Regions from separate parts of the Sus scrofa genome. Here regions 1 and 3 are each linked to region 2. The links are chromatin contacts, called in public HiChIP or PLAC-seq maps. All regions are on one chromosome and are shown on one strand. Each heading gives the region's core, a stretch centred on a gene start, on an enhancer-like site or on the middle of the called end of the contact. The rest is flanking DNA. Distances are from core to core; before and after follow the strand shown.

Region 1 (4,035 bases), core at 1,321-3,820, 66 kb before region 2:
GACCTCTTTACTGTCTTCAGGTGAGCTCAACTCATTCCTACCTCAGGGCTTTAACCCAAGCTCTTAGCCTGGAAGGTTCCTCCCTGAGCACCTGATAAAGTACCTGGCATACAGTGGGTGCTCAACAAAAACTCTGAAACAGGAAAGAACTTGGTATATTGGTACTGGAGGAAGACAGAGTATGCCAGGATGACTCAGTAGAGTAAGATGATGAATAAGGAGTTATGGAGTTTCAAGGGGAGTATCATGACCACACTTGTCTTTTGAAAAGACCCTTTTGGTTTCTGCCTGTATCCGTGGAGCATGAGACCCAGGAAGACCTGTGAGGAAGAAGACCAGAACTTGGATGGTGGCCGTGGACACAGAGAAATGGGCAGATCTCTTCACTTAAATACTACATTATCTGTATGCTGTCGTCCCCCCTCTTTCCTGAGTCACCTTTGTATCTCTAGTGCCCTGCTGGTCCTGGCACAGAGAAGGGATCCACAAATGTTTACTGACCATACCTATTGTAAGGACTAAAGGAGAGAAGGTCCATGAAAGGGACTGGCACAAGATGGAGGTGGCATAAAAAAAAACAAATCTGAACCCAGTCTAACTCCTAGGCTCAGAGAGGGGTTTGCCCCAGGTTTGCTTCCACAGCCAGTCAAAGGCAGAGGCGGGGCTGGCAAAGGTGGGGCTAGAGCTAGAGGCTCCTAGGAGAGGCCCAGCAGTAGTGGACAATGGTTCTGTCCTATCCTAAGTTCCACCCCCTCTGCCACCACCTGTCCCTCTAGCTAAAAAGAACTCTTTCACTGCCCTCAGGACAGCTGTATACTCAGGACTAGGCCTGATGTACTCAAAGGGTACAGGAGGGTCTGATACTCTAAGCTTTGGGGTTTTTGGTGCCCAGGGAACTGAGGACTTGCAGTAACACCTGTTCCAGGACAAGCCAAGAGGAAAAATAGCAAAACCCTCCCTGAGCCTCAGTTTCTTCATCTGTAAAGTGGGAATAACCATCCCTAACCTTCCTATGAGCCCTGAAGATTAAAGAAGATGCAACATGGGCAAGCACAGTATGCCCTCCCTAATGGAGACTTCCTTCCTCCAACCCTACCCTGCCAAGCTCCTCCACTTCCAAATGCAGTCTTACCTCCTCCCATACAACCCAAAGCCCTCAACCCTAACTCACCCATCTCTCCACAGTATGACAAGCCCTTTTTCCAACTCTCCCACTGACATGACCTTGATTTAACCTTTCTAGGCTTCCACTTCATTCACACCACAGGGACAAGAGTCTGCTCTGGGCTGCAACTTGATAAACAACTATTGGTAAGTTACTATTTCCACAGAATCTTTCCAAGTCATTTCCTATTACACCTTCAGCTTCTTCCTCTGTATAATGGGATAAAGTCCACCTCTAAAGGTCATTCTGTAAACAAATGCAAACCCCCAGATACACAGCTCCATAAATATTGATGCCTTTCTCTGGGTAGAATGGTGTCTTGAATTTACTTTAAAAACTGATAGTCTGCCTGAACAGTTTTTTCCTGAAAGGTCAGTGGGGCTGTTTCAGATGTGTTCACTTATATACTGTGGTGAAAAGGTGAGCAGGATCTGGATTTATATCCTGCTCCACCACCTCCCAGCTATAAGATCATGGACAAGTTAACCTTTTTTCCTGTATCTCAGTATACTCATTGTAAAATGATAAAGTAACAGCCCCTATCCTAAAAAACCGTGAGAAGAAAATGAATTAATCTAGAATAAAGGTAGAAGGCAGTGCCCATTCCACAGTAAAAGCCCAGTAAACATTAACTATCAATGCACAGCTTCAATCCCTAGGAGAGCAGTAAGGATTTTTCTAGCCACTCCAAAATTTCTTCGAGATTCTCTGTACGATTGTCCCTGTTGGCCAGGTGGGTGACCCCAGAGGTTGAGTAACAAGCCCAAAGTCCCTTGTAAGTGGACTAGTGCTTGTGTCGGCTCAGTCTCCAGGCCTCTCCTCACGTGCCCTTCGGGGTCTTAATGACCTCGTCTTCCCTGTAGGTGGCCCAGAGAGGGATAAGCACTTGCCCAGGACCACCCAGGGGGCCAAAGAGCTGGTCCAGACCCAGGAGGCAGGATCCAGGCTCCCCGGTGTTGGCCCCAGCAGGTGCCATTGGTCCCAGGCCTCGGTTAGGTGTGCGCTCCCCGCCCGCCCCAGCCGGCTCCGTGTGGAACACGCCGCGAGTTCACCACTCCGCAGCCCGCGCCGCTGCACCCGGCCTCGCGGGGCACGCCGGGACTCGTAGTGCGCGGCCGCCTCCGAAGACCTGCTCATGGCGGCGGAAGAACTCCAGCCCCCAGAAGGCCTCGCGCGGCCAAAGACCGCGCCAAGCCAGCGATTCAAGGGGCTCCTCCTGAGCGCCCCGATTCGGCCCTGTGGCTGCCGTCCCAGCAGGCCCCTACCCTGCATGTCCAGGGACTCACCGACTTTGTAAGGCAGCTTCTCCGACATGCTGGCGGCGCTTCCACACGTAGTGATGGACACGAGCGAAGGGGGCCGGCCTTGGGCTGGGGACAAACGCAGGGCGGGCGGCGCCGGGCAGGGATCTGCGAGTGGCACCGGCGCCTTTAAATATCTTACCGTAGCTTGCATATTCATGAGTCCCGCTGGTGCTGAGCGGTCGGGGCGGGGCCCAACGCAGGGGGGCGGGGCCCAACGGAGGGGGGCGGGACCAGAACGGACTTTGGTTGGGGTTCAGACCAGTTTTTAGCTTACGGGGACCTTCCACCTCCCGAGCAGCGTAGCGAAAGGAGTTCCAGGAGAGGCCTGATATCAAACCTGAGGCCATCTTTAACTTCATTCATTCAATCAGTGAATCCGACGCCAAAACCGAGTGAAATTGAAATTCCAACCAGTTCACTTCCCAGAACCTCAATTTCCTCTTCTATAAATTGGGCAGAATGATACCTACCATACAAATAGGTAAAGTTGCAATATGTCAACACCTAGCACATGGGAGACCTTCCACCCTCCTCCCACCATGCTGAGTTTAGGTAGATTTGTATGCATTTTTAATACTTTTACTACATATGCATAAATCATTAAATGCTTCATAGAAGTCACTCTGTGTTTAAAACCTTTATTTAAATAGTGCCATACTGTACTTACTCTTCTGCAACTTGCTTTTTTTCTGTTAATATTTGTAAGGGTCATGCATAGAGTTTTGCTGCTGTATAGTATTTTATTGTATACATCGTGTGATTAATTTACCTGTTCTATATTCAGATTTTATACAGTCTGCCATTATTGTGTATATGAAAAAATGAACATTGCCTCTTAGCCCATGAGTAGGTGTCCTGGAACCATAAGTGTACTCAGGGGTGGAGTTTTTGAGATAAAGGCACATTTTTAACTTTCCTAGATATTACCAAATTGTTTTCCAAGGTAGCTCATCCTATCACCAGCAGTGTCTGAGAGGGCTTGTTGATCCACATCCCTGTCATCACTTGTCAGTCTGACAGAATTGTTTTTTTCTTTTTTGCTTTTTAGGGCTGCACCTGTGGCATATGGAAGTTCCCAGGCTAGAGATCAAATCGGAGCTGTAGCTGCCAGCCACAGCCACAGGAATGCCAGATCCTTAACCCACTAAACCATGCATTGCTTAGTTTTGACTGTTTCACCTTTGTGTAAATGAAATCATAGGATACATATTCTTCTGCAACTTACTTTTCTCTTTCAGTTCTATTTTTTTTTTTTTTTTTTTTTTTTTTTGGCAGTGCCTTTGGCATGTGGAAGTTCCCAAGGAGGGATCTAACCTGAGCCACAGCAGCAACCCAAGCTGGTGCAGTGACAACACCAGATCCTTAACCTGCTGCACCGCAGGAGAATTCCTCAACATTGTTGGTTTGTTTTGTTGTTGTTGTTGTTGTTTTTTCCTGTCTTTTGTCTTTTCCATACACCTGCAGTATATGGAATTTCCCAGGCTAAGGGTCGAATTGGAGCTGTGGCTGTAGTGTAGGCCGGCAGCTACACCACAGCCACAACAACGCAAGATCCGAGCCACATCT
Region 2 (4,444 bases), core at 531-3,030:
AAAAGTGTTTAAAAATGTTCCTTACAGAGATGATAATTTTTTTCTTTTTTTTGCTTTTTTTAGTGCCGCACTGAAGGCATATGGAGATTGTCAGGCTAGGAGTCGAATTGGAGCTGTAGCTGCCGGCCTACACCACAGCTCACAGCAATGCTGGATCCTTAACCCACTGAGCGAGGCCAGGAATTGAACCTGAAACCTCATGGTTCCTAATCAGATTCGTGTTCACTGCACCACTGCGGGAACTCCCAGAAATGATAACTTCAAAAGGGAAGTGTTGAGAAACACTGCCCTACCGCAACCACAAGTGATTCTCCAAGTGTGTTCTGAGGTTAAAAAATGCAAATCATGAGGCCCAGCCCAGAGTTTCTGAATTGGAAATTCTAGGGGTGGGGCCCAGCAATAGACGGTTTAACAAGTCCTTCAGGTGATTTTGATGGGCACTAGAGTTTGAGAACCTCTACCCTACACAGTCTGAATAGGGAGGGTTATGGGACTCTGTACCTTTTTTTTTTTTTTTTTTTTGGCCACGCCTGCAGCATGCATAAATTCTTGAATCTAAACCACAGCTGTGACCCGAGCCACAGCAGTGACAACATTGGATCCTGCTAAGCCATCAGGGCACTCTCAGGAATCTTTTTTCTTTTCCCTAGGAATCTGTCTTTAACCAGCTCTCCTGAAGTACACTGCAGGAAACACTGATATGGAGAATTCGAAAGTAATTTGAAAAGTGTAAGTGACTTTCCAGATGGTAAAATAAAATTTTCTTTAGGAGGGAAAACACGCTAAACAGTAATAGCAAAGGTCACTTTGTTGTGCCTCTGAGTCTACCCGCATAGCCTACTAATTCTCACAAACAATCCATGACGGAAGAGGATGGACTCAGGAGCCAGACTGCTTGGGTTCTTATCCAGCTTGTGACTTGGTTTGTGCATCTGTAAAGTGAGGAAAATGAAGGTACTTCCACTGTAGATTTGTTGGGAGGATTAAAGAAGCTTATTGATCAGCATTTAGAATACCTGCTTATGTTGGCACCACTTCCGTGTAGTGATTTTCATCACCTCTAAAAGCACCTTGTTAAAACATGGGTTTGAGCCCAATGAATTTAACTCTCGAGTGTACTTTTTTTTTTTTTTTTTTTTTTTTTGGTCTTTTTGCCTTTTCTAGGGCGAGCGGCGTGTGGAGGTTCCCAGGCTAGGGTCGAATCGGAGGAATCGGAGCCGTAGCCACCGGCCGATGCCAGAGCCACAGCAACGCGGGATCCGAGCCGAGTCTGCAACCTACACCACAGCTCACGGCAACGCCGGATCGTTAACCCACTGAGCAGGGCCAGGGATCGAACCCGCAACCTCATGGTTCCTAGTCAGATTTGTTAACCACTGCGCGCCACGACGGGAACTCCTCGAGAGTACTTTCTTAAGGACTAAGTTATAGTTCAGTGGTTCTCAAAATGTGATTACACACCAGCAGCACACCAGAGAGATCGTTAGAAATGCCAATTATTAAAATTATTAGATTCTATCCCAAATGTGCTCAATTAGAAACTCCGGGGGTGGGGTCTAGTAGTCAAAGTTTTAAGTAGCCCTTCAGGTGATTCTGATGCACACTAGCTTGGGATCAGCAGCTACAAGTCTTTAGAGGTTCTGGTGAGTAGCTGGGAGGGTTTTTTGAAATGCCTGGAAGTCATCCATGAGTCCTTCCCACCTGGGTGAGAGCAAACTTCGATTTAGCGGCGCTCACCAGCCTTGCCAGCTATTCTTGCCCGCAGCTGGCTAGTGCGCAAGGCCTTCTGGGGCTTGTAGTCGGGATCGCGCCCAAGCCAGAGACGCCTGCGCGTTGGCCGCCAACTCGCTCTATTAGCTGCGGTTGGGGCTCGGGACCGGCTGCCATCTTAGTCGAGGGAGTGAAGAGTCGTCGCCGCCCCGAGTCCTGGTAAAAATCCCCGGGCGGACCGGAGGCAGTTCTGGGGAGAGGGAAGGTCCTGGATGAGAGTGTCCAAGGCGAGCAAGGGGTAGAGGAGTGCGGCGCGCTTGCCGGGACCCCACAGCCGCGGCTGCCTCCTCTTCCCTCAGAGCCGGTGCCCGTGGGGGGCGCGGGGAGCTCGGGCTAGTGGCAGGGGCCTGGCGGGGGTGGGTTGGCCGGACGCGCCGAGCGGCCACTGCTGGGCTCAGGCGTCTGGAAGCCCCTCGCCTCGCGGGCGCCCAGTTGTGAAAGGACTGGGCCGCCGCGGCGGGCGCCAGCAGGGTCCGGCCCGGTACCCCTCAGCCCCGCCCGGGGGCCACTCTCCGGCGGCCCGGCCTACGCGCGGGGCCCGGTGGCAGCAGCCGGCGCGAGCGACGTGGCCCTGCAAGGGGCGGCGGCCGGGCCCACCTGCAAGCCACTGCCCTTCCCGAGACTTTTCGGAGCCCCCAGTCTCGAGGGGCCCAGCACAGCGGCTGCCGCCTTTCTCTTTTGCACTCCCCTCCTCCCTCCATTGTCCCCCATCGTGGTGGTCCCGGCACCGGCTCCCTCCTCCGCGCCCACTACCGCCGCCGCCCCGACCCAGCCGGCGCCTCCCGGCGCTGAGTTTTGCAGACGTGGAGCTGTCACTGTCCTTCCTCTTGAGAGTGCCCTTTTCTTTAGCGGAGAAAGGAAAAAAGTAGCCGTGAACGTGTTCTAAGGGTCGAAAGGTGTTTGAGGGCAGACTTAGTGGGCACTAGTGGGGAACTCAAGTTTTCAGACTTAGCTTCGGGCCGATGCTGAGAGAGAGATAAACACTGGGTCTGTGGGCCCCAGGTAAACGTTGGGCCTAAAGTTGGCGATGTAACCAGATGAATTTTGCAAACCACACGAAATTCATAGTTCTCCAGTAATAAGTCAACATGTTTCTTTGGTTATATTCGTATCTTGATCTTGTTAGCTTTTCTGCCATTCTAGAGCTTAAGAATGCCTTGTGAGTGTGAGGTGGGGAAGGAAGAATGGAATTTTTCTTTGAAAATTAATGAGGCACTGGAGCCAGGCATATGTTATTATACTTAGCTGGGGTCTTGCATGAATTCGAATACAACCAGATCTTAAGAAAGTGCTAAAAGCAGTATATTTCCATCTCACAACGGAATAAAGATTTCTCAGCCTGTATAAAGTTTTCATGACAGATCTGGTGAGAACCTGCACTGTTTATTCATAGATTTATTCAAGGTGTAATTACTTCATCTTTAAGATTTAGAAATGAAGGTGGAAATTCAGCTGCTTTTTTGAGCAGTGTAAGTTTTGGGGTTTGAGTCCCAAAGGAATTCCTTCATCTTCATCATGAGTCAAGTCAGCAGGGATATGATATGATATGAAATAAACAAGTGCAGAATACTTCTTCAGTTTATTCTAGAGTTAACTCTATATTCATTAAAGAAACATCTTTACCCCTATTGGAATAGACAAACCAGTAGCCCCTAAATTTGATCATTACAATAACTAGGGGAGTTTTTTAAAAGTGGAAATACCAGAGATTCATTTCCTGAGATCGATTTGATACTTTTGATTTAACCTTGACAAATTTATTTTTTAAACTTGCCTCAGGCAGTTCTATTGGTCTTGGGAACCACTGAGACTAACAATGTGTTCAAACCAAAAAGCTTTGATAGGAAAGAGGAAGTAGCCAGTTCTGTTTGGGTTGACCTTGGAAAGGAGGAAGGATCTGCCCCTGGACCTAAGTTATGTCTTAGTTGATGAGTAGGAGTGTGATTGTGATGGGGAAAGGAAAGGACAGGGGAGGCAGAGGAAACTTGTTAATATTGTGTGTAAATGCAGAGAATTGTGGATGAAAAAGGGAGCAAAGAGTGGAATGGGGAAGGAGAGCGATGTGTATATGAGGCCAGAAAGGTAAAAGGAGGCAACGATATGAAAAGTTCTATGTGTAATGCAAAAAAACTTGTTTTATGTTGTTAGCAAAAGATACAGATTTTTAAACAGGGAAGTTATGTGAGTACATTTGCTTTAGAAAGATTCCTCTGGCGATTAAGAGTGAAAGGATGGAAGAGTGGCTATTGTAGAAGTCTAGGTGAGAAGTGAAAAGGCTTGACCTTGGAGAGAGGCTGTGGGGATGATCACAGGATTGGATTGAATTCCTCACTTGTGCAATTTTGTTGCCCTTTTTCTGTATGAGGATTTTTTTTTTTTTTTTTTTTTAGGGCCAGCCCAGGTAAAGGGCTGTTTTCTATCAGAAGAACCCATTAGCAAAAGTAAATATATTGCCAGGTTATATATGTTAATGATACCAGAATGTATTGTTCAGTAGCATCCTGAAAAATTAGTATCAGATCAGTTGCAATTTGGAGGAAAATTTGGAGATTAGACTGAAATTTATGACATTGCTTTAAGCTTGTTTCAAGTGTTTTTCTCCAACCCTCAGAAACTTGGTATTAGAATTTTAGAGCTGGAAGATATTGTAAAAATTTATCTAGTCCACAGTGGC
Region 3 (4,052 bases), core at 965-3,464, 110 kb after region 2:
AAGACTTCAGTCTCATGGTTCTCCCCTCTTAAAATTTTACAAGTTTCCTCCATTGCCACAGAATAAACTCTAATTAAAGCTCATAAGCCTGTCCACTCAAGGCCCTAACTATTTCCAAATCAGTCATGAACCCATGGATCATTGGCCATTCTCTTTTTTGCTTTTGTGACTGTGATGTTCAATTCATTCACCCCTCTCAGTACAGTTCTCTATATGTAAGATTGTGGTAATGATCCTTCTGTGCTTTTCTTCCAGGATTTTTTTTTTTTGCTTTTTGCTTTTTAGGGCTGCACCTGCAGCATATGGACCTTCCCAGACTAGGGGTCGAATCGGAGCTACAGCTGCTGATCTCCACAGCCACAACTAAACAGGATCTGAGCCGCATCTGCAACCTACACCACAGCTCCCGGCCATGCTGTATCCTTAACCCACTGAACGAGGCCAGGGATTGAACCCACAACCTAATGGGTCCTAGTCAGATTCATTTCCGCTGTGCCTCTTACAGGATATTACAGGATATTTTGAGGTCCAGTTACTACAGCCCTTCTTCCCCTTGCAAAATGTTTGTCGAATGTTTCCAGAGTTCAATAATCACTTCTTTGTGTCTTAATACTTTTTTTAAAACTTTGAAATAATTTGACTTACAGAGCTGTTGCAAATATAGTATGGAGAACTCCTCCTGCACACTCTTCATCCAGCTTTCCCCAATGTTAACATCTCATATAAGTTGACATCTGTAAAATAATGCTAAACTAAAACCTTTTTACAGATTTCACTAGTTTTTCCACCAATGTCCCTTTTCTCAGTCTCTTTCAATCTGTGACAGTTCTCATTCATTCCTTGTCTTTCCAGACTTTGACTTTTTTTTTTTTTTTTTGGGTCTTTTTGTCTTTTTCCCATTTTCTTGGGCCGCTCTCGCGGCATATGGAGGTTCCCAGGCTAGGGGTCCAATTGGAGCTGTAACCACCAGCCTATGCCAGAGCCACAACAACGATGGATCCGAGCCGCGTCTGCAACCTACACCACAGCTCATGGCAACGCTGGATTGTTAACCCACTGAGCAACCTCATGGTTCCTAGTCGGATTCGTTAACCACTGCGCCACGACGGGAACTCCAGTTCTTTTTGTGTGTGTGTGTGTGTGACTTTGACATTTTTTGAAGAGTATTGGTTGGGTACCTTATAGAGTCCCTCAAGTTTGGTTTAATGTTTTCTCATGGTTAAGGCCATGGATTTTTGTGAAAAACACCACAGATGTAAAGTGCCCTTTGCAAGATTATCAGAGGGCACATATTAGTATATCCCATAACCAGTTATGTTAACCTTGATCCTCTGGTTATGATGGTGTCTCCCAAGTTTCTTCACCATAAAGTCACTATTCAATCTTCTTAACATGCAGACGCCCCTGGAAGGAAAACCAAATCCTTACTCAACTGAACGAGGCGACAGTGGAATGAAAGTTTGGAGCTTGAATTCAGCAAGCTCCAGTGCCTCCAAGAAACTTTAAGCTGAGGCTACAGGAGATAGAGTGGGTGTAAGCCCAGTAACATAGCACAAGGTTCACTAAATGGCAGTTGTCTTAGCAAATTATTTCCTGCTAGAGAACCCAGAATTTTTTTGTGTGGAAAACTTAACATAGGGCTCTAGGAAGAAGGGTCCCCCTTTTAAAGGTGAGCAAATGAGGGACTACAGAAATTTGAAGTGGCTTCTCTAAGGCAACACAAGGGCGGCCCTGAGCTAGAGGTTCTAAGACTAAAAGACTCCCAGGCTAGCCCCGACCACTTTACCTCAGTGCCCTCATGGAATCCGGGGGAGTCGCTCACGAGACCCTATGGATTCTTGGCTCCAGTTCGAATTTCGGACTTTTTAGCGCATTTTGGCTCGGAGCCTCGCCTTGCCTCAATTCGGGAGCAAAGTGGATATCAGCAACACCCACTCCTTCAGAGTCTCTCCCCACCCTACACCCAGGACCTCCAGAGCTAGCTCAGGCCTCGGTTAAGTGTTGAAAGCCTCTTCCAACAAAGCCAACTTGCCTCTTTTCGGCATAGCTGGAGCTGGGAATTTTCCATAGCTGGATTGCTACTTTGCTGTTCGCGGACAGCACTGGGCCAATTCCCCAGGATCCGCCTACCCGCCTGCTGGCTCCTGATAGGCTACCGAGCCTGTCCGCTTTGACAGGAGCTGTGCGCAGGCGCAGAGAAGCTCCGGGACTGGGCTGAAGGCCGGCGACGAGGAGCTACAGGATCGGTCCGAGATGGTGAGTATCTGCTGGGAGCTTGTGGCCAGCGGCCGGGAGGTGGCCAACCACGACCTCCCACCACCCTCAGCCCAGAGGTCCATCCTCCCGGGCGGCATCCGCGGGGCTGGGCGCGCCGGACCGAAGCAGTCTGGAGGGCGGAACCGGGGCGGCGCGGGCCTCCTGACTCGGACCGAGGGGGCCGAGGCGGGGCCACCGGATCCAGTGGTCCCTTGACCGGAAGTAGTTGCTGGTGCCACGGGGAAGGATTGACGGAGCTGGGCACACGGGCCCCTGCATCCTAGCAACCTTGGCCTTGTTGAGCTATAACAACAATAGTGATTATATTTTCTAGAAACTTAATTCGTGCCAGACACTGCTATACGCTTTACATACCCTGGCCTGCCTCCTCACCGTAGCTCTGTGAAGTAGGTACGACCATTATCCCTGTATTACACACTCGGGATGTAAAACCCGGTGAAACTAAGTGCCCTGCCCCAGTAAATGACGGAGATGGACTTGAACCCTAGACACTTGACTGCTGCCTTTCTGTGTGATTCTTTCGAGCCGTTGAGAAATGGTGCATGAGTCAGAAACGAGCGGGATCCACCCTTGTGGTTCCTGCCTTGCTGACTGGAACTGTGGGCTCTTTATGCCTTTACAGGTTTGGTTTCTTGTGTTTTTAATCCTCCCAACTTGTAAAAAACAAAACAAAACAAAAAAAACAACAACTTGGAAAGAGCTTTTGAACGTTAAACCATGTGAATGGTTTTAAAAAATCGTATTTAAGAATTTAAAGCCTAAAAGAAAAATTGAAAGGGAATAAGAAACAGTACCATACCTGGAGGTAACGACTTATAATTAGGCAGATTACTTGTTTTGTTTTCGTCAGTTTTTGCTTTATATAGTTTAGCTGTATGTAGAATAGATACAGCTATTTATAGTTTATAGTTAGCTAGTTTATAGACTAGATGAGGTAACTTTATCATTCATATCACTTTTTAAACTGTAAAAGAAATTGACTTTTAGCAGATAATAACTGCACACAGTAAAAACAAAAAAGCATCTGAAAGGATCTAAGTGAAAATAAATCTTCCACCAAACCTTGATACCCAGCTTCAATCTCCTTTAGAAACATTAGTTCCTTTTATATGTATACCAGCATGTATATATGTCCTGTCTTTTTCTTACACTAATAGTAGCTTCCTGCAACTTCTACCATGCTATTGTGTGCTTCTACTCATGAAAGCAAAATATATTTAGATGCACATTTCAACAAATTGAAGCAGTACCAAAGTTTGTAACGTAGAAAGTATATGTAGTTCCCACCTCACTCCTCTCTGGTAATGACAGTTGGGTGTGTTTCTTTCCATATTTATTAAGTGCATAAGCATATTTATATATAACCTGTTACATGATATTGGAACATATTTATACATATTAAGTTTACTCTAGGCTATATGGGTAGATAATCTCATTTTGGAACTTACACTCTTCACTAAAAACTATCAGATATTTTTCCATGTCATTATATACAAACGTACTTCATTCTTTTAAAGGAGTGTATTTATCTTCTACTGCAGTATATACATTGAGATGTATTACAGTATTTCACTCCAGACAATGCTACAGTGCTGTTTTTGTCCTTTTTTTTTTTGCCCCACTCATGCTAGTGTTTGTGTAGCGGTAAACAGAAGTGGTACTAATGACGGGCACATTTTAAACATTTTGTAGAAACTGACAGATAGCTCTTTTGGATGGTGATATAAAAGTCATCCATAGGGAGTTCCCGTCGTGGTCCAGAGTTACGAACCTGA

The links. HiChIP or PLAC-seq counts read pairs in DNA pulled down with a chosen protein or histone mark.
Region 1: a contact with region 2 is called in an H3K27ac HiChIP or PLAC-seq map of alveolar macrophages. The contact joins the promoter of AHCY here to the promoter of ITCH in region 2. A contact is called at or near these places in 5 of 47 Hi-C or Micro-C datasets (blood, embryonic fibroblasts, epiblast stem cells and 2 more) and 2 of 2 datasets of contacts at active chromatin or transcription factors (alveolar macrophages and skeletal muscle).
Region 3: a contact with region 2 is called in an H3K27ac HiChIP or PLAC-seq map of alveolar macrophages. The contact joins the promoter of DYNLRB1 here to the promoter of ITCH in region 2. A contact is called at or near these places in 1 of 47 Hi-C or Micro-C datasets (skeletal muscle) and 2 of 2 datasets of contacts at active chromatin or transcription factors (alveolar macrophages and skeletal muscle).

What each region holds. Positions count from the first base shown.
Region 1 is chr17:37,741,808-37,745,842 of Sscrofa11.1, forward strand. It overlaps AHCY (adenosylhomocysteinase), which reads right to left and starts at 2,571. Exons shown (of 10, transcript NM_001011727.1): 1 at 2,452-2,571. The coding sequence starts at 2,479.
Region 2 is chr17:37,808,333-37,812,776 of Sscrofa11.1, forward strand. It overlaps ITCH (a long non-coding RNA gene), which reads left to right and starts at 1,781. Exons shown (of 25, transcript XR_002340135.1): 1 at 1,781-1,929.
Region 3 is chr17:37,921,258-37,925,309 of Sscrofa11.1, forward strand. DYNLRB1 (dynein light chain roadblock-type 1) reads left to right here and starts at 2,215. Exons shown (of 4, transcript NM_001190180.1): 1 at 2,215-2,256. The coding sequence starts at 2,254.